Linked DNA regions of Pan troglodytes: region 1 is linked to region 2. Evidence: chromatin contacts called from public Hi-C data. All regions are on one chromosome and are shown on one strand. The core of a region is the stretch at or near the end of the contact, and the rest is flanking DNA. Distances in the headings are between cores, read along the strand shown. Region 1 overlaps ATF7 (activating transcription factor 7). Region 2 holds the start of ATP5MC2 (ATP synthase membrane subunit c locus 2).

Region 1 (3,724 bases), core at 199-2,698, 130 kb before region 2:
GATCGAGACCATCCTGGCTAACACGGTGAAACCCCGTCTCTACTAAACATAAAAAAAAAATTAGCCAGGTGTGGTGGTGGGCGCCTGTAGTTCCAGCTACTCGGAAGGCTGAGGCAGGAAAATGGCGTGAACCTGGGAGGCGGAGCTTGCAGTGAGCTGAGATCGTGCCACTGCACTCCAGCCTGGGCAACAGAGCAAGACTCTTGTCTCAAACAACAAAAAAAGAGAGAGATAGGGTCTCACTCTGTCACTCAGGCTGGAGCACAGTGGTGCAATCATAGCTCACTGCAGCCTTGAACTCCTGGGTTCAAGCAATCTTCCTGCTTCAGCCTCCCGAGTAGCTAGGACTACAGGCATGCACCACCATGCCTGATCAATCTTTAAAACTGTTTTGGTAAACATGGAGGTCCTGCTATTGCCAAGGCTGGTCTTGAACTCCTGTAATCCTCCCACCCTGGCCTCCCAAAGTGCTGGGATTACAAGCATGAGCCAATGTGCTTGGCCACTTGATTTCTTTAAAAGTTCCCGAAGTGACATAGTTTATAGTTCTTTCACTGTCCTGGTTGATCTCCTTTGAAAGACAGTAGGAACATCCTTCTTTATCTTTAATGCTTTGAATAATAGTAGAAAGCTACTTAAAGGCAAAAACCACATATATTGAAACAAAGAAGAGTGGAAATTTGATAAATGTTTATTGACTTGCTGATTCAAAAAAAACAGTGTAGCTGAGAAGTCTGATCAGCTCAGAAAAGAGTGGAATTTGGCAACAAATATGTTATCCAACAAAATCTGAGTAATTTATCACCTTTTAACATCTTCAACATATTTATAATATAAATATTTTTTTAAAAACAGATTATTAAACTAATACTCCCCTGGAAGAACAAGAGGACTAATTTTCGGTGACGACAGACTTGTGCTGATCCATCATCTGGAACTCCTAAAGACCTGAATGGCTGACTGGGATTAGTGACTACTATCTGGTTTTACTGGTTTTACTCTACTAAGCCCATGATTTTGTGTTTTAACCAATTAAGAAAATTATCCCAAAGCACAATAAAAATAGCCTAGGTCTGAATACCACCAGTTTTTTGGCAACAGTCCTGCTTCTTGCCTTTTTCTCATCCTCATCTGCAGCTTTCTTGAATTCATGTTCAAAGGAGCTAGCTAGTTCATTGAAGAGTCCCACCTCCTCACAGTTCTTCAGGAATCTAGTTGGAGTAGGAGTTTGATCTGTAGACATGAAAGAAAAGGAAACTGTTTTAGTTTTGATCTGAAATTAAAACTTGATATTAAATAGTATATAGAGAATGCATTTGTACTTTTTGATTTGGAGAGAGAGTCTTTGTGTTAGGGCAAATTTGCTTTAATGGAGCTCTAGTAGGCGAAGGCTGGTGGTAGGCCACCAGAGGGTGTCTGTGTTGTGTTGCCTCAAAGCCAGCAGGGGGAAGACTGAACAGTATTTTGTTGTGTGACTATCCACGTACCCACTTTTCTCTCAGTGCTAGTTTTACCTCGTTTACCTCCAACCAAACCAAACCACCCACACAGGTGACACAGTTTTGTGAAACCTCTAGATTTGAAAACCAAGTATAGTTAAGCAATATTTTCTTTCGTAAACTTACTCCCTGCTAGGTCTGAAGTGAGCAGAAAAAGCAGATGGATGTTAAAATCTGATGAGAAGAAACTGAGGATCAGATGGTTGAGTTTGCTGACTAAAGCTACCGAGTAAGAAATAGTGCCTTGTCTTTCAGTGGTCACTGAGGTAATAATGGTCTGTTACCTTCTGAAGGATTCCAGGCAAATCTAGGGGCTGAGGAGTAAGACAGCAAGATCATGAGCTGGAAAAGGAAACTGTAAACAATAGACCTAATTTCACAGAGACCTAGGCCCAGAGCAAGTTCCTGAAACCAGGGTATTCGGATTTAGATTTGCCAGCCAAAATATGCCCACAGGGGCTGCACGAGCCTCTCCTCAACACAGTGCCTCTGCCCTTCTGAAGAGAAAGGCTCTTGGTAACCCATGGGAACTTTTTAAGCAACTTGAATTTTACATTCTCCCTCCCAATCCTGCTTTTTTAGACCTGAATCTTGTTCACAGATCCTAACTCTATTACGATGGGTTTCCTTGGCATGCTACTTCAGGGATTCATCTCATACCCCAAACCGCTAGAATGAATGACAGAAATACAGAACAATGTTTAAATGATATTTTAAGGAGTGAGACCTGGGGTTAAGATCACCCCTTCTTGGCTGGGCGCAGTGGCTCATGCCTGTAATCCCAGCATGTTGGGAGGCTGAGATGGGTGTATCACTTGAGGTCAGAAGTTTGAGACCAGCCTGGCCAACATGGTGAAACTCCATCTCTACAAAAAAATACAAAAATTAGGTGGGCATAGTGGCAGGTGCCTGTAGTCCCAGCTACTCAGGAGGCTGAGGCAGGAGAATCTCTTGAACCCAGGAGGTGGAGGTTGCAGTGAGCCGAGATCACTGCCACTGCACTCCAGCCTGGGTGACAGAGTGAGACTCTGTCTCAAAAAAACAAACAAAAAAACCCAAAAACACCCCTTCTAGCCTGATCAATTGAAAATAGTCCAGTGGGATTTTCCATGGAAACAGCACAATTTTTATAAAAAAATTTAAACAAAACCTCTTCTGAATCAGAGTGTTTGGAAAAGTTACCACTACTTCTCAAAATAGTTTTAAAAGGTACTCTGGCAGCTTTGGTTGGCTAACGATAAAGCCACTTTCCCTCCATCCCTGGGTGAGTAGAAGTAGTATCATCCTTTATGCTTAGAGAGTACTTTAGTAAGGGCATACCCAAAATCACAACTCAAGTGGAACAGGAGGGGGCAGCTAAGGGCATGGCTATGGCAGAGGAGGGACTTTCAGACCTTTGATATGAGGTTCAAACAAACTTCTCCTGCACCCTGCTGTTCAGGCTCATTTCTGGTTTTTTAAAGGCTCTCCTGTGTTAAACCTAATTCCTTACTTTGCAGGTGGCCTCTAACTTTCAAATGGCTCTGGTTTGTGAACAAACAGACTGCAAATATATCAGAGAACCCTGAACCTGCTCTAATGAATCCTAAAAAAATCAGTAAGTGTTTGTTTCGTTTTGTTTTGATACAGTTTCCCTCTTGTTGCTCAGGCTGGAGTGCAATGGCGCAATCTCAGCTCACTGCAACCTCCGCCTCACCGTAACCTCTGCCTCCCAAGTTCAAGGGATTCTCCTGCCTCAGCCTCCCAAGTAGCTGGGATTGCAGGCACGCGCCACTATGCCCGGCTAATTTTGTATTTTTAGTAGAGATGGGGTTTCTCCATGTTGGTCAGGCTGGTCTCGAACTCCCAACCTCAGGTGATCTGCTCTCCTCGGCCTCCCAAAGTGCTGGGATTATAGGCGTGAGCCACCGCGCCTAGCCAAAAAAATCAGTAAGTTTTTACTGAATACTTTCTATATGTTTTGGTGCTACATGCATACACTTGTAGCATGCATATGTTTGGGGGAGGGGAGGGATAGGAATATAGGAGTACTGCCCAGATTTAAGACATGGCTCTTAGGCTGGGGCAGTGGCTAAGGCCTGTAATCCTCGCACTTTGGAAGGCCAAGTCCCCCCTTGAGCTCAGGAGTTCAAGACCAGCCTGGGCAACATGGTGAAACTCCATCTCTTCAAAAAATACAAAAATTGGCTGGGTGCGGTGGCTCACGCCTGTAATCCCAACACTAT
Region 2 (3,611 bases), core at 103-2,602:
TCACAATCTGAAAGGGCCAGAGGGCGAGAAAAGCGTGTCTGCAAGGACTAGGTGGAACAGGTGAAAAGCAGCACTCCAGGATCTAACTTTGGCCAGCTCCAAGGTATCCTCCCCCTACGAGACATCCAAGATGGCGCCAGGCCCGCGCGGTTGGAGGTCACCGGCACGCGGAAGAGCCAGCTCTAAGGCTAAGGGATAGCGGGAGCAAGAAAGGGCGAGAGGACCAGGGTGGGAGCACGCAAGGTAAGCGCCTCAAGGCATCCGCGCAAGGTGAGGTGTCCCGCGCGCGTGCGCGGCGCACAGAGGGCTCTAGGTCCCAAGGCCTTACCTGCTCCCACTGCAGAGAAGACAGAGAGGGGCGGAGCAGCGGGAAGAGCGAAAGGAAGGCTCAGCGCATGCGTGACCCGGGCCAACGAGTCGCTCAGCCACGGATAGAGTGATTGCAACATACAGGATCAGCTCAGGCATCACAGCGCCGCCTGCCAGGGCTGTGGCGGTATCCGGCCGGTTGCTCCACCTGGCGTTCGAGAGGAGAAACTACAGGGAGCGCCGACTGTGCAGAAATGAGGCCAACTCCGCGGAGTAAGCCGATCCGTAACGTGGCCTGCGGTTTGGTCTGTACCGCGTTAGGGATCTCGGACTTGCGTCCCCTTTCCGAGCATGCGCAGTCGTCACACTGCCAAAACAAAACTCCTACTCAGAATTCAGTGTTAACATACGGTCGGGATTGGGGTTCAGTGCCTAAAATGCAGCAGGAGGAAGATCTTGGGAGTCCTGCTTTCTGTCGCGCCGGGACTCTGGCATCACTGGATGGCAAACCGGCTCCATGGGCGAATAGTCAGCAAAATGCCGCAGCTGCTTCTGGTGGCTTCGCCCTTTCCCCCACTCCCCGTTTCCTCCTTTCCATTCCGGTGATAAACCATGAGAGAAGCAGCATCAGCGAGCCAGAAGATAGGGTTAAATATGATCCGAATCCCTCTTTCCTGGCTCCTGGGACAGTCTAGGAATAACGGGCACCTGCGACCCGCTGTAAGGTTGCGAGGTCACTCCAGGCTTGCCCGAGCCTCTGCTCAGGTTTCAACTACGCGAGTTGGGATAAGCAGCGCCCTCCCCTCCCGCCCCCATGCTCTCCTGAACGTGGGTTTTCTCTCCCCTTTCGCTCGCCCTTCCCCTGATGGAAGGAGGTGGGGGAGGCTTCCTGGCCCTCATCTTTCCTAGGCCTCCTTGTCTCCCAGACAGGACCTGCCCTGCCCTTTGGAACAGGGCGACAAGGCCTATCCAGTTCCAAACCCCTGCCGTCCCTGCATCGTGCTTGAACGCAGCACGAGAAAGACGGGAAAAGCTCACCAAACCCCATAAAAAATAAAAAATAAAAAGAAAGCCGCGGCTGTAAATAAAGGCAAATCCGCCACCCTCTGAGGGGCCGTTTGTCCTCCCCTCCTTGGCCCCGTCCTTCCCGCCGCCCCCTCCCGGCTCCCGGGCCCCGCGGCGCCCCGGCCCCGAGCTCCTCCATTTAATCGGATTTGGGAGAAGGGGAGGATAAATCACGGCAGCAGCTTTACGGTCCCGGAGGAGAGGCGAGCCGCAGACAGGCACACCCCGGCCGGCGATAAAAACCGCCGCTGAAAGCCCACGGAGCAATTTCCCGGGACCCCGAGCGACGCCATTACAGGAATGTAATTTTGCCCGGATGAGGCCCCGAGTTTAATTATCCTCGCGGAGGAATTTCAATGCGGCCAATCCATCTTGCAGGCGGGCGGCAGAGGGATTTATATGGGCCCGTTATTTCACACCGATCCTCCATCTGCATTTTTATGGCCCTGAGCTCCTGAAAGGGAGGGGAAGGAGTGGGGAGAAATAGGAGAAGCGGGCGAGAAGAGGAGGGTGGTAGACTGCCTGTCTTTCCTAAATTCGCGTTTCCAGCTCCATCAGGATTCTCACAGGTTCCTCTGAAATCCCCAAATCTCCAGTTTTAGTTGTTGATTGCGCCCCGAGCGGGCAGGTACGTGGGAAATGGAACTGGGATCTTTGGGAATCAATCAACAGGTATTTATCAAGTACCAAGTGGTGCCAGGCACTGTGGAGATGCTGTTAGGAGAAAGACAGGCTAGCAAAGACACAAGTTTATCCCCTGAGGTCTCCAGATATCTCCATTCCCACCAAAACGGAATTCTTTTAAGCTGTCAGCTTCACATCCTCAGTGGCAGAGAAAGTCCACAGTTCTTAGGAGCCACCCCCCCCCCCCAAACGGCTGTTGCAGCTGTTGCGACAATTTAGACACTCAGATATGGCTAACAATCCCAGAGGAGGATCAGAGAAGGGGCCTGGGAGGAAGCTAAAGCTGGCTCTTTCCAAAAGTTGTTACAGCCTGCGATGTTTAACACTCCCTTGCCCTCATAGAATAATGGGTTCTGCGTTCAGACAAATCTGGGTTCCCAAATCGCTGTGTGATCTTGAGCTAGCTGTTTAACCCCCTCTAAATCTATTTCCTCCTATGTAAATTGGGAAGAATAATAGTACTTATCACACAGCCAATATTGGGATAATACATATGAAGCTTTTAGCAAGGTACTTGGTACCCAGTAAGAGTTCAGTAATTGCTAGCATCAAAATCATCATCGTCACCACCACCACCACCACCATCACCACCATCATCACTGCTTCTATAGTTAAGGGCATTGCAACTCAATTCTGCACTGCTACCTATATGAACTGTTTATTGCAAGGTCCTTGAGATAGTATCTCCTGAAAGAGACTCAACTACACTTTAAAAACGTTTTCACCTGCATAAGTCATACAAAACAAGTTATTTTACTTGCTGGTGAGTGGAGATCTGAGGGGAGGCTGAGAATCCTGGGACTATTACTACGAGGCTTGAAGCAAGAAATCAAATCCGCAAGGGAGCAGTGAGGCTACAAAAAGGAGGTTTGTAAGGGGAGGGGTGAATTTGAAGACAGCAAAAGATCCAAGAGAAGCTTAGCTGAGGGTCGGAGGATCTTCTTAACTATAGGCTTGGGGAAGGGTCCTTCTTTCACTTCACAAAGGGAAAACCGGGGTCCAGGAAGGAAAGGGTGTGGAGACAGAACTATCTTTTCCAATCAGTCCCTTTCTTTTCCTACCAGACCATATAACAAGGTTGGACTGATTGGCCAGTTTTTTAAATGACTGTGAGTGGCCGATTCTGACTGGTTGGCAGCCTCCCTGCCCAGTGGTGACGAAGAAATGAGATTGATCTTTCCTTTCTTAGGATTGGTTAACAACCCTCAGGGGGGCCACAGACTCATTTTAATTGACTGGATAGGCTAAGAGAGAGGTTCAGCTTCTCTCATATAGAAATTCCAAGTGTCCTTTTCTACAAAGGTCACCAAGGAAGGGTTTTGATTGGTTTATATATGTTTCTTTGGACAAGAAACCATAGCTTAGAGCAGAAAAATCAAGATACTCATGCAGGCATGCCTCAATGAGAAAGAGCCACGAAAGAAACAGGAGTGATTTTAAAAACGAGAGAGAGAGAGAGAGAGACCAGGGCACAGAGAAATGCGAAGAAAAAATATTGCTAGAGAGAAGAGGAAGGGTTTAAATGGTTTGATTTCCATTCCTGATGGCTTAAG

What was found. A called contact is a pair of places that touch in the nucleus more often than the background predicts.
Region 1: a contact with region 2 is called in a Hi-C map of induced pluripotent stem cells, with 1.9 times the contacts expected there. The contact joins the enhancer-like site here to the promoter of ATP5MC2 in region 2. A contact is called at or near these places in 5 of 7 Hi-C or Micro-C datasets (blood, induced pluripotent stem cells, a lymphoblastoid cell line and 1 more), 1 of 1 datasets of contacts at active chromatin or transcription factors (stem cell-derived excitatory neurons) and 1 of 1 other capture datasets (stem cell-derived neural stem cells).

The regions. Positions count from the first base shown.
Region 1 is chr10:42,316,050-42,319,773 of NHGRI_mPanTro3-v2.0_pri, reverse strand. ATF7 (activating transcription factor 7) reads right to left here. Exons shown (of 12, transcript NM_001419937.1): 4 at 1,115-1,233. It overlaps LOC107967506 (a long non-coding RNA gene), which reads left to right. Exons shown (of 4, transcript XR_001707969.2): 4 at 856-1,086. Among named protein-coding and RNA genes, the nearest start is that of NPFF, 37 kb to the left of the region's middle. Within about 2 kb of position 1,448, at least 8 of the 24 cell types and tissues checked have an H3K27ac peak or open chromatin away from gene starts, as enhancers often do. A contact at or near this core is called in induced pluripotent stem cells, where this site is marked.
Region 2 is chr10:42,183,536-42,187,146 of NHGRI_mPanTro3-v2.0_pri, reverse strand. It overlaps ATP5MC2 (ATP synthase membrane subunit c locus 2), which reads right to left and starts at 1,352. Exons shown (of 5, transcript XM_509102.9): 1 at 329-1,352. The coding sequence starts at 468.